Linked DNA regions of Mus musculus: all the other regions are linked to region 1. Evidence: chromatin contacts called from public HiChIP or PLAC-seq and promoter capture Hi-C data. All regions are on one chromosome and are shown on one strand. The core of a region is the stretch at or near the end of the contact, and the rest is flanking DNA. Distances in the headings are between cores, read along the strand shown.

Region 1 (3,590 bases), core at 771-3,270:
GGTCCTCTCTGGCCTCTATTTCCTTCACGCCAGGCTTTGGCTTTCTAGATTTTTTTGTTGTTGTTTTTGTTTTTGTTTTTTTTTTATGCTTCAACTCACTGAAGGAATACAAAATATTGGATCACATTTCCATGGCATATTCTCTTTTCACTAGAATCTTCCTTTCATCCTCTTTCATTCCCTCAATAATAGGGAAATGGCAGCTAAGATGAGACATTGGCCAGGTACAAGGATGCAAGGATGCGTGCCCATGAACCCAGAGTTTGGGAAATAGAGGGAAGAGCATTGGGAGTTACAGAGAGATCAGCCTGGATCACATGAGACTCTTATCTAGAATAAAATAAAATAAAATCATGACCTCAGTTTTGCCCACCCAGTATCAGCAATTAAAGCCACAATATTTCAATACTATCTTAGAATCCTACAGTGGTTTGGGTGCACTGGCCAGTTGTTACATCAAGGTTGACACAGCTCAGGTCATCTGGAATAAGGGAAGCTCAGTTGAGAAAATGCCCCCATCAGACTGGCCTATCAGCAGGCCTTTTAGGGGATTTCCTTGATTAGTAACTGAAGTGGAAGGGTACAGCCCACTGTGGGCAGCGTCACTCCTAGGCAGGTAGGTCCAGGCGATATAAGAAAGCAGGCTGAGCAAGCCATGGGAGCAAGCCGTCAGAAACATCCCTCCATGGCCTCTGCTTCCTGTCTTCAGGTTCCTGACATGACTTCCCTCAGTGATAATGTGACCAGAGCTGTAAACTGAAACAAACTCTCTTCACAAGTAGGTTTTGGTCATGGTGTTTTATCCAAGCAATTGAAAGCATACTAAGATGACTTTATTAAAATCAGTCTAAGACAACAGATTGAATTAAAGCCCATTCTTGTAAGATGCATCTCGGACTTTTGGGGAATTTAAGAAACATGGCATTTTACTGCATGTATGGAACAACAAATAGAACTCAAGAATAATCAATTTTTATAATTAAGTCTCCTTACTGAGTACAAACCCAAAGGAAAAGGGATTAGAGCATTGTTGCAAAAGTATTCTCATGGGATCGGAGAACCATTGAGTAAACTAAGTAGATTTAAAACTGGTGGGCTATAGAGGTAACCGGATACCTCCGGTCATCTTTTTATTTATTTTTGAGTTGGCTCTCACTATGTAGCCCTGGCTGTCCTGGAATTTGCTGTATGAACAGGGCTGGCCTCAGACTCACAGAGATTCATCTGCATAAGACTGAATCTTCATTACGCAGTGACTGGGGAAAGGTCTGTTTGCACAATGTGAAAAGTGGAAATTTGAGGTTTTAAAAGCGCGGGCTTCTTCCTTTGTTTATTCCCTAAGTCCCTTTCTCTGTGCTGTACCCACTCCCTCCAACAAAGCTTGGTCACTTTCCATCCCACTCGCTATTTTCACTTCTACGCTAACATCAAACTCAATTCTACGTCACAGATTTTAGAAGCACCCAGGAACAGTACCCAGCCTAGAGAAGGAGAAAGAAATGTCTAAATTCAAAGGCTGAGCAAGGAAACCGCCTGCCAGGCCTGCCTGCCTGGTCGGTCTCATCAATCACAAGACTTAGGTGTCATGAAAACTCCGCCAGAGCTCCCACAGGCTGACGTGCCTCCTCCCTCTCATCGTCTCCGGGAACCCTTGGCACCAATTTCTTAAGGCACAGAAACCTGGCTCTCCGCTTAAGTTTTAACCAAGAACTTCTCTGAGGTCCCAGCAGCGCTGGGGCGGCGCACTGGCTCCTAGGCTGCTGATGCTGTGGCCCTAGCTACCCAGGGCTGCAAAAGCAGGAGGTGCCGCGCAAGGCTGCAAGTTCTAGAGAAAGCAGGGGGCGAGGGGCTCTGTTTGCCGGCTCCGCCATCTCCTCTAGAAAGCACTTAGCGAGAATAAAGTCACCCGCCCACCCCGGATACCTTCTATTGCAATTCTGACGTCCGGGCCTCCTTAAAGCCAGCATTTTTCTCCCTGGGAGAAAGCATTAGTTAATGATTGCCAGCCGCCTTCGCTGTCTGGCAGGCCACGTGACCTGGACACGTGACTTGGAGCCGGCTGGGATGGTTTCTCCTCTTTGAATAAGCTCCTGCTTATTATTGCAGTTACAAGCCTGTGGAAGCGGTGGGTGCAACGTGATTGCCTGGCGGTTACACAACGCCAGAGAGCTGTGCTCGCCGCTGCCAGCCAGCCGCTCCGGGGCTGACTTCTAAAGGAACAGAAAACAAACAGGACTTGCTGTTTTCCAAAGTGAGAGTTCGTTTTCTCTTTAGAAAAAAGCATCTTGGCAAAAGGCAAAGCCCAACCTTGCCAAACTGTACTAGTTCTTTTGGGGCAAAAAGATAAAACTACCGTGCAACAGGCGATTTTTACCACGCCTTTCTCTTCTTTCTCCCTGAAAAGGCCTCGAATAGGTTCTTTTTACGTTTATAAAAAGTGTACAATAATAGAACTTGGAGGCATATACTTTTAATCCCAGCACTCCTGGAAGCAGAGGCACATAGAAATTTGTGATCTTGAAGCCAACCTAGTTTACATAGCAAGTTCCTGGCCAGCCTGGGATACACTATGAGAACCTGTGTCGTCGTCGTCCTCGTCTCCCCCACCCCCCAACGCCACCCTACAATCTATCCCCCACCCAGTATTAAGGTTCTAATACAATAGTAAGAGTGTTTGGCTTCCATGTATTAAAGCTCTTAGGATTAAACCCAGAGAGAGGAAGAGAGGGAAGAAGGAAGGGAAAAGAAAAAGGCTCTATGGTTAGTTTTAAATTTAAACTGCAAATGAAAAGGTCTTTTGTGGCTCCTCCTGCCTTTAATTTGTAAAATATTAACAGTTGAATTTTTATTTTCAGCGTCTGGAAGAAGCTTCATAGGAGACATTATATGCATGCATATGAATGAAAATATATGCAGATTAGCCTCCAGAGGGCCTTTCCCCCCACCAAGATATCTTTACTGTGTGCGTCTTAGAACTGTCCAACGTCCCTGCAAAGGGAGCCCTGCAATGTTTAGCTTTCTCCTTGTTGACAATTACAAGAGATGGGCAGAGAGGGAAAAAAAACCACACAACTGAGTAGGACAGATGCCCTCCCCAGGTGGGACTGCTGAGGGAGGTCCCCATACCTGTCTCTTCCTTTGAGGCGACCCTTTCTCCAGCCCAGGCCAAGAAGTTCTCAGTGGTGAATTCATTCCACAGCCTGCTAGCTGTTACTGCAGGAGCCTCGATAGCAGGAGTAACAACCAGAGACAGACAGGCAGACAGACAGACAGACAGACAGAGCAAGCCTGCCTTCTTGGGGTTTTACTTCAGAGATCTCCAGGGCCCAGCCTGGCCTGGCCTGGCCCAGACTGAAGTAGCTAGTGCAGTCTGAGAGGCCCCTTTCTGTTCTCCTGGCATTGCCAAGGGCCCTGCTCTACTGGCTCGAAAGACTCACGGATGTGCCAGCTGACTCACGGTGTGGTGGTTTGAACAAGAATGCCGCCCCCTCCCCCCCCTATCCCACCCCACCCCCACCCCCGACAAGCTCATGGATTTGTCATGGTGCTTTTGGAGTTCAGGAGGTACTGCCTGGATGGGGTAAGTGTGT
Region 2 (3,590 bases), core at 514-3,013, 250 kb before region 1:
GTGAAACACGTCTATTCCTCCCTCAGGTCCCAGCAGCTCCTGAGAACCAGTCTTTGCTATCGGCACACACCTGGCACACAGACACGTCTCATCGGAGGCTGTAAGCACAGTTATGCCCCCTCCCCATTCGGAACCAGCAGTCAGACTTAAAACCCAATTACAGTTCAGCTCTGTCTCCCCGAGGGGTATCGGTAATGGCGGCTCTTCCCATGTCCCAGGCAAACACTAGTCCAAGCCATTGTACTTTACTCCCCGGGAATAGCTTCACAACGAGTATCATCTGCAGCGGACTGATGGAGAAATTAGAGGCTGTACAAGCTACAGAAATTGCTCAAACTCACTGTTGAGTGCAGACGGAGAGCCGGTGTCAAAAGGTCTGTGCTATCACCTGACTTCCTCCTCGGTAGAAGAAAGAGCTTAAATAGCTAGGCCTTGTGTGTGTGTGTATGTGTGTGTGTGTGTGTGTGTGTGTGTGTGTTGCCAAGGTATAATTCCCCCACCTGTTTCCAGATGGACACATCCTGGCAGAGGAAGCGCCCAGGGGTGTTTAATGCCAGGGGCTGCCAGAGGCTTGTAAACAGGGCCATAGACAACACCCGCACCAACAATTATACCCAAGGCCGAAAAGCAGCCAGTGGTGTGTCACCTCCCATCTGCACAAGCTACAGCCACAATTTGCCGAGACAGCACCTTGTATGTCTAGAAAAGCCAGACCCAGATATTTCTGGGCCCAAGGACAGCGGGCTTCCTCATTAAAAAAAAAAAAAATTATCAGACAGATAACCACTTAAAGTTTGAAAGTGTCATAACTCAGCCACCCAGACACATGCCAAACACCACCTCTTTTTCTTTTCTGTCCTCCCAAGTACAGATGTTAATTAGGGGTCATTGAAAGGCCTCGTGCATGCAGCTGCTGACCTCCTGGAGACCGCCCACTGGTGACCTTCAGGAATGACCAAGTTCAAACACCAAGCCGCTTTCGATTTAATCACAGGCTGCGGCTAGCTGCAAACACCCCTGTGCAAACAGGGCGCTTAGGAGAGGGAGCCAGTTCTGCAAACAAACAGCACTGGGCAGACACTCAGCTCTCAGAAACCCTGAAGGCTGACATCACAACCCCAGGCTCCAAGCCAGAAATTCTGTAGGCCCTGACCCAGCCACAGAGGGCGGGAGGTTTGCTCAGAATTTATTGGGAAGCTGTGGATAAATTTCCTTTAGAGTTACCTGATGAGTGTGGCGCTTTGTGACAGTTAATCTGGATGTGTTCTGCAGCCAATATGGAGGGGGTGTCATTGTCAAATTCCTGTTTTGAGTTGATAAAGGCTTAAACAGAAATGGACCTTCGATGATTCAGCTTACTCTTACCAAGTGTTTACTACGCACCCCGGAAGAGCCATTCATGCGGCAAATACTTATTGAGCACCTACTATGAGGTAGGCTCTGGAGACACAGTGGTCCCCATCTGTTGATCATTTTGCAGGCTGGAGAGGAGCTCAGACGTGAAGGCATGATGTGTGTGATGCTGAAGAGCCGAAGGAAATGGGATAGTGCCAAGGGAGACTTCTGGAGCCACTGGAGACTTCCGGGTGCGGGGAGCTCAAAGAGCTGCCCCCATGGAAATGAAGTTTAGTTTATAAACTGATTGAATTGGGGAAAGCCCAGTGGGGCTCCACCCATCCTTCTCTCGGGCTTCCTGCAAGAAGCACCGGAAGTGAGTTCGAGAAGCCTGAAGGGAACTGTAGTTCGGTTTGTAGAACTTGCTGGAAGAGCAGGAAGCAGTTAACAGAAGCTTTGTAAACTCTGAACTCAGACTCTGTGCTAGGACCCGCGGCTGCGCGGGTTTCACAGGAAAGTTAGATGACGACACGGTCTTGCTTCTCCTTTCCAGTCACCCTCAAAGAGTCCAAGGTATGAGTGGCTGGCAGAGAGGGCAGGTGGGAGCACTCGGGACCTGACTGGGGACAGGGGAGATGGGGCAACAGTGGGGGTGTTGGGGAGGGCGACCTGGCAAGGCAGGTGGGAAGGGTGACCCCTGCCACAGAGCTCTGGGCGAGCAGAAGAAAATTCACAGAGCCGCAAGCTGAGTCAAGAAGCCCGAGAGAAGGATGTGTGGAGCAGGACATGGCAAATTCTCTTAACTATTGAACCATCTCTCCAGCCCCTCTTTCTCTCTTTTCAAAGATTTATTTTTATTTTATGTGTATGAACGTTTGCCTGCATAAATGTCTGTGCACCACATGGATGCAATACCCATAGAGGCCAGAAGGGGGCATCAGATTCCCAGGACCTGGAAATTCCCAGGCACTTTCACATGGTTGGGAGCCACCAGGCCCTTTGGAAGAGCAGCCAGTGTTCCTAACCACAGAGCCATCTCTCTAGCCCCTTTAGAATCTCCTTTTTAAGGGCCTTAATTCTAACTGTTACAATGTCCAACTCTTTGCTGCACCACACTTGGTACCTGAGAGCAGAGATATGTTTAATCGCCTTAGCAGTCTGCTGGGTCAGAAAAGGAAAGAAGAGAGTCTGTTTGCAGGAACTGTAATCTAAGTCTGAGAAAGCAGCTGTGATTCCCACCTGCTGTGCACCCTGAGGGGAATCCTGGGAAAGGAACAGCACACAGTTCCGCCTCTGTCTTTCTTCCCTACATCCCTCTCTCAGGAAGTAAGCCTTCCCGTATCTTGTTCTCGGTTGAAGGACCCGTTGAAGCCCCTCTATTCCTAAGGAAGAAAAGAAAAACCGTTCTCCAGGAGATGATCTGAAAGAGTCAAGCTTTGGATTCTATATGTCTTGAAGCCGTCATTTGAGTGACCCTTGCCCTTGTGCATTAAGAATTCTCCAGCAGGAAACTGAACAGTATTGATTAGATTTGAAGATATGGCTGGAGAGTAGGCTCGTCAGTTAAGGTTATATACCACTCTTGCAGAGGACTGAGTTCAGGTCCCAGCACCCACAATGCCTGAGACTCTTGCTTTGGGAATCCAAGTTATCTGCCTGTACCTACATACCCCGCACCCCAAGACACATACACCTACGCATAATTAAAAATAAATCTTTTTAAAAAACTGAATACATCTACCCTTTGACCCAAAGGCTCAAAAGTATAGGAATTTATCTTGCAGAAAATAGTCTCCTGTGTGGATAAAAGCCTCATTAAGCTTTCTTTTTTGTAAGGTCACACCATTTTCAACCCTCGAGGATTAGTTAAGTGAGTATGACCCATACCGATAAAGAAATAGTCTCAAGTCCTTTAGAATTGATTTTCTGGCATTTAACTGAAATCTGACTGTGTGGGCTTTAACAACACAGGAATACTTATGGCCAGGTGATAAGGCCAAAGGGAGATGCCCCAGAGTGGATATGATGAATCTACTTAACCATCTCCCATGTCTTTTGGTTGGCCATCTTGCTCATGACCTTTCTTCCCCCCCCACCACCACCACCACCAAATGCCTGCAGAGCACCCCAGGCGCCATATCTGCTTGAAGGAAGAAGGATAGACAACCTCTCCCCCCTTCCCCCCTAGAAAACAGCATTCCCAGAAGTCTCAGTCAATCTGCTCCCACTTACACCTAACGGACAGTGGCTGGGTT
Region 3 (3,590 bases), core at 542-3,041, 210 kb before region 1:
CGCTGACAGTCTGAGATAGACCCACTATAGCTGGGGGGTCACCACGACATGAGGAATTGTACTAAGGGGTTGCAGCATTAGGAAGGTTGAAACCATTGTGAGTCTAAACCTTCAGGATTCACAGCAGAGCCTGGGAATGCTCCCGTGTTAAAGTTCTCAGAGCTGTAGCCTAAGCCAGAAAAAGACCACCATCTTTTAGGGCTCCAGAGAGACAGGAAGCTGTGGCTGGCATGCCACTGTTTGGGATGCTTCTACACCCACTTCTCCATGATCTTGTCAAAGCCATGTGGTCCCCTCTTAGATGACGGCTGCCATTGGCAAACACTGCCCAGTGACCACAGTGACATCTTACAACAGTTGCAGCTCTTATTTGTATTTATTTTTTTGAACACCGTGACACAGACACGAGGCCCAGAGTGGTGCTTTTGTAAGTCTCCTGTCCTTTCCCATAGAGCGCCACCATAGCCCAGCCTCTCTGTCCTCTTCCTGAACCAAGAAGCATCCGGCTAGAGGGGCAAGACTGGGGAAGGTGACGTAAGACAAGATGCAAAGCCTTCTGGGACAGGCAGGTGCGGCCCGAAGCACTTGAGTCTCATTTCCCTCCAAAGTTACTGTTTCATACTACACTTGTGTTAATCCATGGTACTTTGCCTCAGAGAGACCATGTGTCTGCATAGGGAACCCCAGCTTCGAACTGCGGGCTACACATGCATGCTCCGCGTGGGAAAGCAGAATGCTAGAATGGCTGAGGGTTCCCATGGACACTTCGTCAATGAAACCTCTCGGGCAGTGTAAGGCCACAAGCCCTACCACCACTATCAGAAACACTGTGTATCAACCCGGAAACACACCCTTTCCCACACACATGGAGCTAGCCCAACTCTCTTCAGACACACCATGGTTACCGTGTTTGCAACCCTCCCCTGCCTCTATTCAATTTTCACTGGGGCCACTGTGTATGGGCAAATCTCTGGACGACTCTGTTACGTCATCATCCATTGGGTGCCGGGACTCGAACGCAGAACCATGAGCACACGCTCAGCATGAGTTGCACACTCCACACTCTTCACTGCCGTCACCACAGTTCCCTTTAAATGGAAGAGCTAGCCTTCAGCGGAGGCCAGGTCCCCTCCCGTTAGCCTGCCCACCCCACAGCTCCTTCCTTGGCTGCTTTTCTGGGTCAAAGCTTAGGCGCTGATACAGAGCAAAGCAACCTCCAGAGAGACAAGGCTGGCAAGGTGCTGTGATGTGAGACTCCCTCCTCCGCAGCAGAGGACTGACCCATAACCGTAACCGGACTGCCTCTTCCTCCCAGCCAACTTCTCCAACCTGGCCTCCAATAGCAATCTAATCAACAATCCAAACTCAATTCCAGAAGTGTCAAACTAAGACCCCCCACACACAAGAATCAATTAACATAAGGCAAGGCAGGGCAACCCCCATGCCCCAGCTCTCCCTCCTGTCTCCTTAAAACTTCAACAAACCCCTCCTCCCCCACCTCCCCCCATCCCAGCCTGCAATAGTACCAAAAGCAGATTGTGAGCCGGGAACCCCTGACACTGAGGCTGGAAGCTGTAATTACCCAGTGTATAATTTGGTTGCTAAATGGATTGTTTACAAAGGTGTGCATGATGAAATCACAGGCCTGACAGAAATGAGGCGGGCTGGAAGGGAGGAAGGGAGGGAAGGAGGGAGGGAGGGAGGCAATCATTAATGTTCCCCCTCCCTCCAGGCTGCCACCTGCCAACTGTGGCTGCTACCACCACTAGCTCCCTGACCTCACTGAGTCACCAGGGCCTCGTGTTCCATGACGTGGGGAAATACCTGGCCTCGCTCCCTCCCTCAGGTTCCATCTGGTAATGATTCCCCGGGAAGGCAGGCTTACCTCAGCATAGCAAGCTGACAAATGGAGTTCAGTTGTTACAGGCCCCTAGGGTTAGCCCAGGAGGAAAATGAGCCCAGCGGAAGCCCTGGAAGACCCGTGGGCCAGAAGAGGAGATCGAGGTCCCAGGGCTAATTCCACCTTCCATGACTAGGGAGCTGCCCTGGAAATCGAGCTGCCTCATGCTCTTTCCTCTGTGGGAATAATAAAAAACAGGGCCCCACCAGAGTACCGAGCATAAAGGAATGGGAAGAGGGTCAGCCATCCTCAGTAGAGTCCCCAGGATGTCAGCTCAGACTTCCCGAGGTAAGAGACATGACTGCTCAAAAGCAAGATGACATTTGAGTCTGGAGAAGATGGCTCAGCGGTTAAGAGCACTGACTGCTCTTCCAGAAGAGCACCCACATGGTGGCTCACAGCCACTGTAATTCCAGTTCCAGGAGGTCTAAGGCCCTCCCCTGGCCTCCACAGGCATTGCATGCACACATACAGTGCATAGACATGTGTGTGCAGGCAAAGCACCCGTCTACATAAGATAAGAAGTTTTTTTTTTTTTCAAGGTAACATTTGCTAGGACCGAGGAATGGTGGCCCACATGGGAACCGGGGGAAAGATGTAGTTGCAAACTGAACAGTGAGCTAACTGCAAAAAGGTGGAGAGGTCAGATAGTATCAAAACCAAGCCAAATGTCATTTTAGAACAACGAAAAGAAATGATCATAATCTATATACACTTATATTAGGGGGCTATAAGGATAAAGAGCCAAGAAATCACAAATAAATGAACATGTCAGGCATCTTCATTAGGGTTTTGTTACTATGAAGAGAGAGAGACCATGACTTTTGTAAGGGACACCATTTGATTGAGGCTGGCTTACAGGTTCAGAGGTTCAGTACATTATCATCAAGGCAGGAACATGGCAGCATCCAGGCAGGCATGGTGCAGGCGGAGCTGAGAGTTCTACATCTTGTTCTAAGGACAAGCAGCAGACGACTCCCTTCCGGGCAGCTAGGAGGGGGATCTCCAAGTTCACCCCCACACAGTGACACACTTCCTCCAACGAGGCCACACCTCCTAATAGTGCCACTCCCTGGGCCAATGACCCACCACAGTAAATGACCGAGTGTGGTGGGGCTCGCCTTCAGTCCCAGCACTCTGGAGGCAGAGGCAGGGGTCTCCATGAGTTCAAGGCCAGCCTGAGCTATATATTGAGTTCCAGGCTATCTGGGGCTACATAGTGAGACCTTGTCTCAATGGGCAACCAAAAGGAAGAGGAAGAGGCAGCAGTGGCAGCAGCAGCGGCATCAAAGGAGGAGGAGGAGGAGGAGGAGGAAGAAGAAGAAGAAGAAGAAGAGGAGGAGGAGGAGGAAGAGGAAGAGGAAAAGGAGAAAAAAAAAAGCAAAGAACGTAACAAGAAATGGTCCTGCTTGCCCTAAGAAACGGGGAAACTAGACTTTCCTCTATTGCTTAAACACAGAAGCTGCTCTCAGGATTGCATCGAGCTATTCCAATACAGGAACATCTCCAAGTGTGTCACAAAGTAAGTCACCTACAATATTGCCAGACGACAGGAATGTCTCACTGTAACCTTCAAGGACCCACAGTTAAGTCCACCAGTGATCAGAATCAACGCAATGCACACGACTATAGTGAAGAAGGGAGGACTAGAACATCCTAAGGGAGCACTCTACACTCACGGAGAGAGATG
Region 4 (3,590 bases), core at 772-3,271, 160 kb before region 1:
GAGCCTGCTTCTGGCTGGGCTGGGACTGTATAAGAGGAACCTAGTGACGGTGGCCAGATACCTCTGGCTGAGAGGGAGGCTTTTATGACCCGGACACCTCAAAATACACCCCCCCCCACCTGCTGCATGAGGTCTAACCTTCACCACTTGCACGATATTGACCTCTTGTTACTTGAAGCTCAAATCATGCCTGGTGCATTCGGTCCTACAACTTCCCACCTGATGCATTAGTTCCCTCTGCTGCACTAAGCTTTACCTCCCACCTATTGCATTAGCACCGATGCGTGCTTTCTGGTGCATACAGTCAGCTCATAGCAAAGAGACAATAAAAATGTGCATAAGAAAAATGAAAAGTGTGCCTGTGATAGCCTGATGGGTGGGAACCAGCTCACGCATGCCTTCGTTGACTCAGAACTGCTGATAATGGGAGGCACCGTAGTTCTTGAGAGCAAAATGGAGGCTTTAAAAAAAAAAAAAACTGATATGGGTAGCTTAGAAAGCTGAGGCACTCCATGAATCAGTGAGAGCAGACCAGAGGATAGCATTCCTCTACAGTATCAGCTTCAGTTCCTGCCTTAGGTTCCTGCCCTGACCCCTCTCAATGATGGAGTGACATACAAGAGAACGGTGCAGTCAACCCTTTCTCCCCGAGCTGTTTTTGATCAGCACATTTTATCACAGCAACGGGAAAGTCAATTGGATCACTTGTTTCATTTCATCGTCCAAAATGTTCAAGTGATTTCAAAAGTGGTTGGGGGTCTCTGGTCTGCAAGATAAGCCCTTTAAAGGGCATTCTAAGCCTTGCCACCCTCCGTAAGTCTGAGTCTCTTAGTGTAAAGGATAACGTGAGTCTGTGCTGCACTTCCTTAGTAATTAGCACACTGTGCTACAATTCTGACAAAGCCCATGTATTTTGACTCAAATTATGAGTGTTGTGCAAACTGCACAAACTCCAAGAAAACAAGGCACATTGATATTAGGAGGGTGCAGAGCTCATTGATCTTAGGAGGATGCAGAGCTCATTGATCTTAGGGGCGGATGCAGACATTGTTGCGAAGCAGGAGCTCCTGGACCAGGCTTGAGGGCCGCCTTAAGGCAAGATCCCTAAATCCTTTGCCTTTAGTTGCTTCATCGGTCCAACGGGATTAGAAAGCTTGCTGGGTTGCTGTGTAGACGGAAGTTGTCAGTATCTGTGGGCACCGTGTTTGGTGCAGGGGTGAACTTAGGAAAAGAAAAGGCATTGAAAACTTCCTGAGCACCTAGTGACTCGTTAATAGCCTGTGACAAAACATGGCTTTTTTTTTTTTTTTTTTTTTTTTAAATAATGAAAGAAGAAAACAGTCACTGGTGTTCATTGATACTGGGGCTAGTTTATTTTTCCATCTCAAAACCAGGGTTGGTCAGGGAGGAGAAAGAGTGGGGAAGGTTTAAGCAAATAATAGCCCAAAATGTCTGAATAAAATTTTGCAAAGAAAAAAAATATAAAATTTTCTTCCCAAGGACGGCAGTTGGGCAACACGGGAGCGATTTTCTGCTTGGTCTTGTTCTCAAGACAAACACAGCGCCAAGTGGAAATCTTCATTTCCTCACTCGGGGAGAGACAAACGGGTCTGTCTGTCTATTAAGTCTTTCAAATCTGTGACCACAGACTGCAGGCAGAAGACAAGGAAGCAGAAGCTTGGTTGAGTTGGGCAATTGCTTGAAAAGCATCTCTGTGGGAGAGCAAGGCTCCCGGGGCAAAACGTGCTCTAGGAACAAAGCCCTCTCCCAGGGGAAGCGCAAGGGGCTGTAGTCCTTCAAGGGCTGGGGAGACAGAGGGCGGACCAACCCTAATAGCCAGGGAAATATGGAAGGAGGGACTCTGGCAGACGCTACAGTGTCTGTTTGGGTCTTTACCACTGCTAGTGGCCTTGATCCCTTTCACGCAGGATTTAAATGAGTCCAGATCCCAGGGCCCCCTCCTCCTATTCTTGGCCTAACGCACAGTGAAAATGAAAGCTCACTTGCTCAACATCCCAGGGGAAGCGCTGAAGCCACATGAATTCATTTGAGCACAAACTGAAGCTTGCCCATTCAAACGGCAAACACCATTTACTTCGAGTTTATTTATTTAAGAGAGAGCTTTTGAAATTTAATGTCATACTTCCCTGCTCCCTTTTCTGCCAGGAGATGGTTCCGAGATGAGCAGAGCGAAGGTAGAGGGTGGAGAGGGGCGCTCAGTAGCACCCCCTGCTGGTTGGTTGTTTTGTTGGCTTGCTGCTGGGTCGGCAGTGTGGATATTGCTGATGGAGAGACTCAGTGAGGAGATATGGAGAGGTCGTCGCCCACGCTGTTGGCGTCTGCAGTTTCTGTCCCTGCCACGCTAAGCAAGAGGCCACTATTGATCCTTTCTTATACCCACTCATGCTCATTGAAAGCTCGTGGCTTTAAACACCATTCATACGCTCAGGCTTTTCCTTAGCGACAGACTTGTTTGTCCACCCGCTAGAAGGCGCCACAAGGATACTGGATGCAAACTGCGTGCTTCCAGGCTCAGCACCTGCCCTTGCTAAGTCCGACTTCCTCTCCCGACTCTTTCGGACAGTGAAGGCAACTCCTTCATTTCCACATCTTGGGTTCACCCCTGACCATCTTAATTCTCCACGCACTAGCCCACGTGATCAGCAGCCCCGTGACCTTACCTTTAAAATACACTCAGAGGTCGATGGCTGACCACTTGCTCCCAGCCACTACCTCAGCGTAGCCACCACTGGCCTCTTTCCAGGTTGTTACCTATTTGGCTTCCCGGGTTCTTGTCTCTCTGATATACAAATCCATCCCGAAAGCAAACTCCCCTGTTAGTCTCACATGGTTTGAATAGTCTCACATGGTTTGAAGCCTCTGGTTTCTCCGACCTCGTCGCAGTTAGCTTTCCTGTCCACTTGCAGCTCTGATTCAGGAGCCCTGCGAGTCCCCTTCCCTCTGTATACGATGGCGGTCACCTGGGTTAGCTCCTGACCCAACCTGGGCTCCTGGTGCTGCTCAGATATCCTTATCTCCTGAGGATTAAATACCTAGATACTTTCTCTAATCATCTTCACTACCCATCTGAATTAGGGTTCTCTAATGGAATGGAACTGATAAAATCAGTGTGTGTGTGTGTGTGTGTGAGAGAGAGAGAGAGAGGGGGGGGGGATAGAGAGAGAGAGAGAGCACCTGTGCGCCCACTAAAGGAAAGTCCAAGAATTCCGTAGTTGTTCCCTCCACGAGACAGGAAGTTTCAGTGTCCTTACCTGGTGCTGGAATCTGATAAGTTATTTCTCTGCCAGTAAAATGAGCCACTTCAAGCCAGATATATATATGTATATGTGTATGTATATGTATGTATGTATGTATGTATGTATGTATGTATGTATGTATGAAGCAGGTTTATTGAGACACTGCTCTTGGACGAGTTCACTAGCCCCAAGAAAAGAGGCCTTCAAGGAAACATGCAAGCTGTTCACACAGATACGGTCAAGAATTGGCTCACACTCATGTGCTCTCTCTCCCTTCTCTCCTCTCCTCTCTCTCTCTCTCTCTCTCTCTCTCTCTCTCTCTCTCTCACACAC

The links. Promoter capture Hi-C pulls out the DNA fragments that hold promoters and counts their contacts. HiChIP or PLAC-seq counts read pairs in DNA pulled down with a chosen protein or histone mark.
Region 2: a contact with region 1 is called in a promoter capture Hi-C map of liver, with 9 times the contacts expected there. The contact joins the promoter of 2210417A02Rik here to the promoter of 5930430L01Rik in region 1. A contact is called at or near these places in 6 of 39 promoter capture datasets (embryonic stem cells, liver, pre-B cells and 2 more), 1 of 115 datasets of contacts at active chromatin or transcription factors (pancreatic cancer cells) and 1 of 9 other capture datasets (embryonic stem cells).
Region 3: an HNF4G HiChIP or PLAC-seq map of pancreatic cancer cells shows a contact between it and region 1. The contact joins the enhancer-like site here to the promoter of 5930430L01Rik in region 1. A contact is called at or near these places in 7 of 39 promoter capture datasets (the C10 cell line, the HPC-7 cell line, embryonic stem cells and 3 more) and 1 of 115 datasets of contacts at active chromatin or transcription factors (pancreatic cancer cells).
Region 4: a promoter capture Hi-C map of pre-B cells shows a contact between it and region 1. The contact joins the enhancer-like site here to the promoter of 5930430L01Rik in region 1. A contact is called at or near these places in 8 of 39 promoter capture datasets (the C10 cell line, the HPC-7 cell line, HPC-7-derived erythroid cells and 5 more), 3 of 484 Hi-C or Micro-C datasets (the G1E-ER4 cell line, group 2 innate lymphoid cells and nephron progenitors), 5 of 115 datasets of contacts at active chromatin or transcription factors (bone marrow-derived macrophages, craniofacial prominence, embryonic basal ganglia and 2 more) and 4 of 9 other capture datasets (adipose tissue, embryonic stem cells, liver and 1 more).

What each region holds. Positions count from the first base shown.
Region 1 is chr5:148,993,195-148,996,784 of GRCm38.p6, forward strand. 5930430L01Rik (RIKEN cDNA 5930430L01 gene) reads right to left here and starts at 2,021. Exons shown (of 2, transcript NR_102384.1): 1 at 1,924-2,021; 2 at 1-330. It overlaps Gm15411 (a long non-coding RNA gene), which reads right to left. Exons shown (of 5, transcript XR_868721.2): 4 at 3,127-3,590.
Region 2 is chr5:148,740,077-148,743,666 of GRCm38.p6, forward strand. 2210417A02Rik (RIKEN cDNA 2210417A02 gene) reads left to right here and starts at 1,764. Exons shown (of 2, transcript NR_028285.1): 1 at 1,764-1,908; 2 at 2,659-3,063.
Region 3 is chr5:148,787,655-148,791,244 of GRCm38.p6, forward strand. No RefSeq gene overlaps it. Among named protein-coding and RNA genes, the nearest start is that of 4930505K14Rik, 11 kb to the left of the region's middle. Within about 2 kb of position 1,792, at least 76 of the 459 cell types and tissues checked have an H3K27ac peak or open chromatin away from gene starts, as enhancers often do. A contact at or near this core is called in liver and pancreatic cancer cells, where this site is marked.
Region 4 is chr5:148,829,565-148,833,154 of GRCm38.p6, forward strand. No RefSeq gene overlaps it. Among named protein-coding and RNA genes, the nearest start is that of Gm36405, 22 kb to the left of the region's middle. Within about 2 kb of position 2,022, at least 51 of the 459 cell types and tissues checked have an H3K27ac peak or open chromatin away from gene starts, as enhancers often do. A contact at or near this core is called in the HPC-7 cell line, bone marrow-derived macrophages, embryonic stem cells and 2 more, where this site is marked.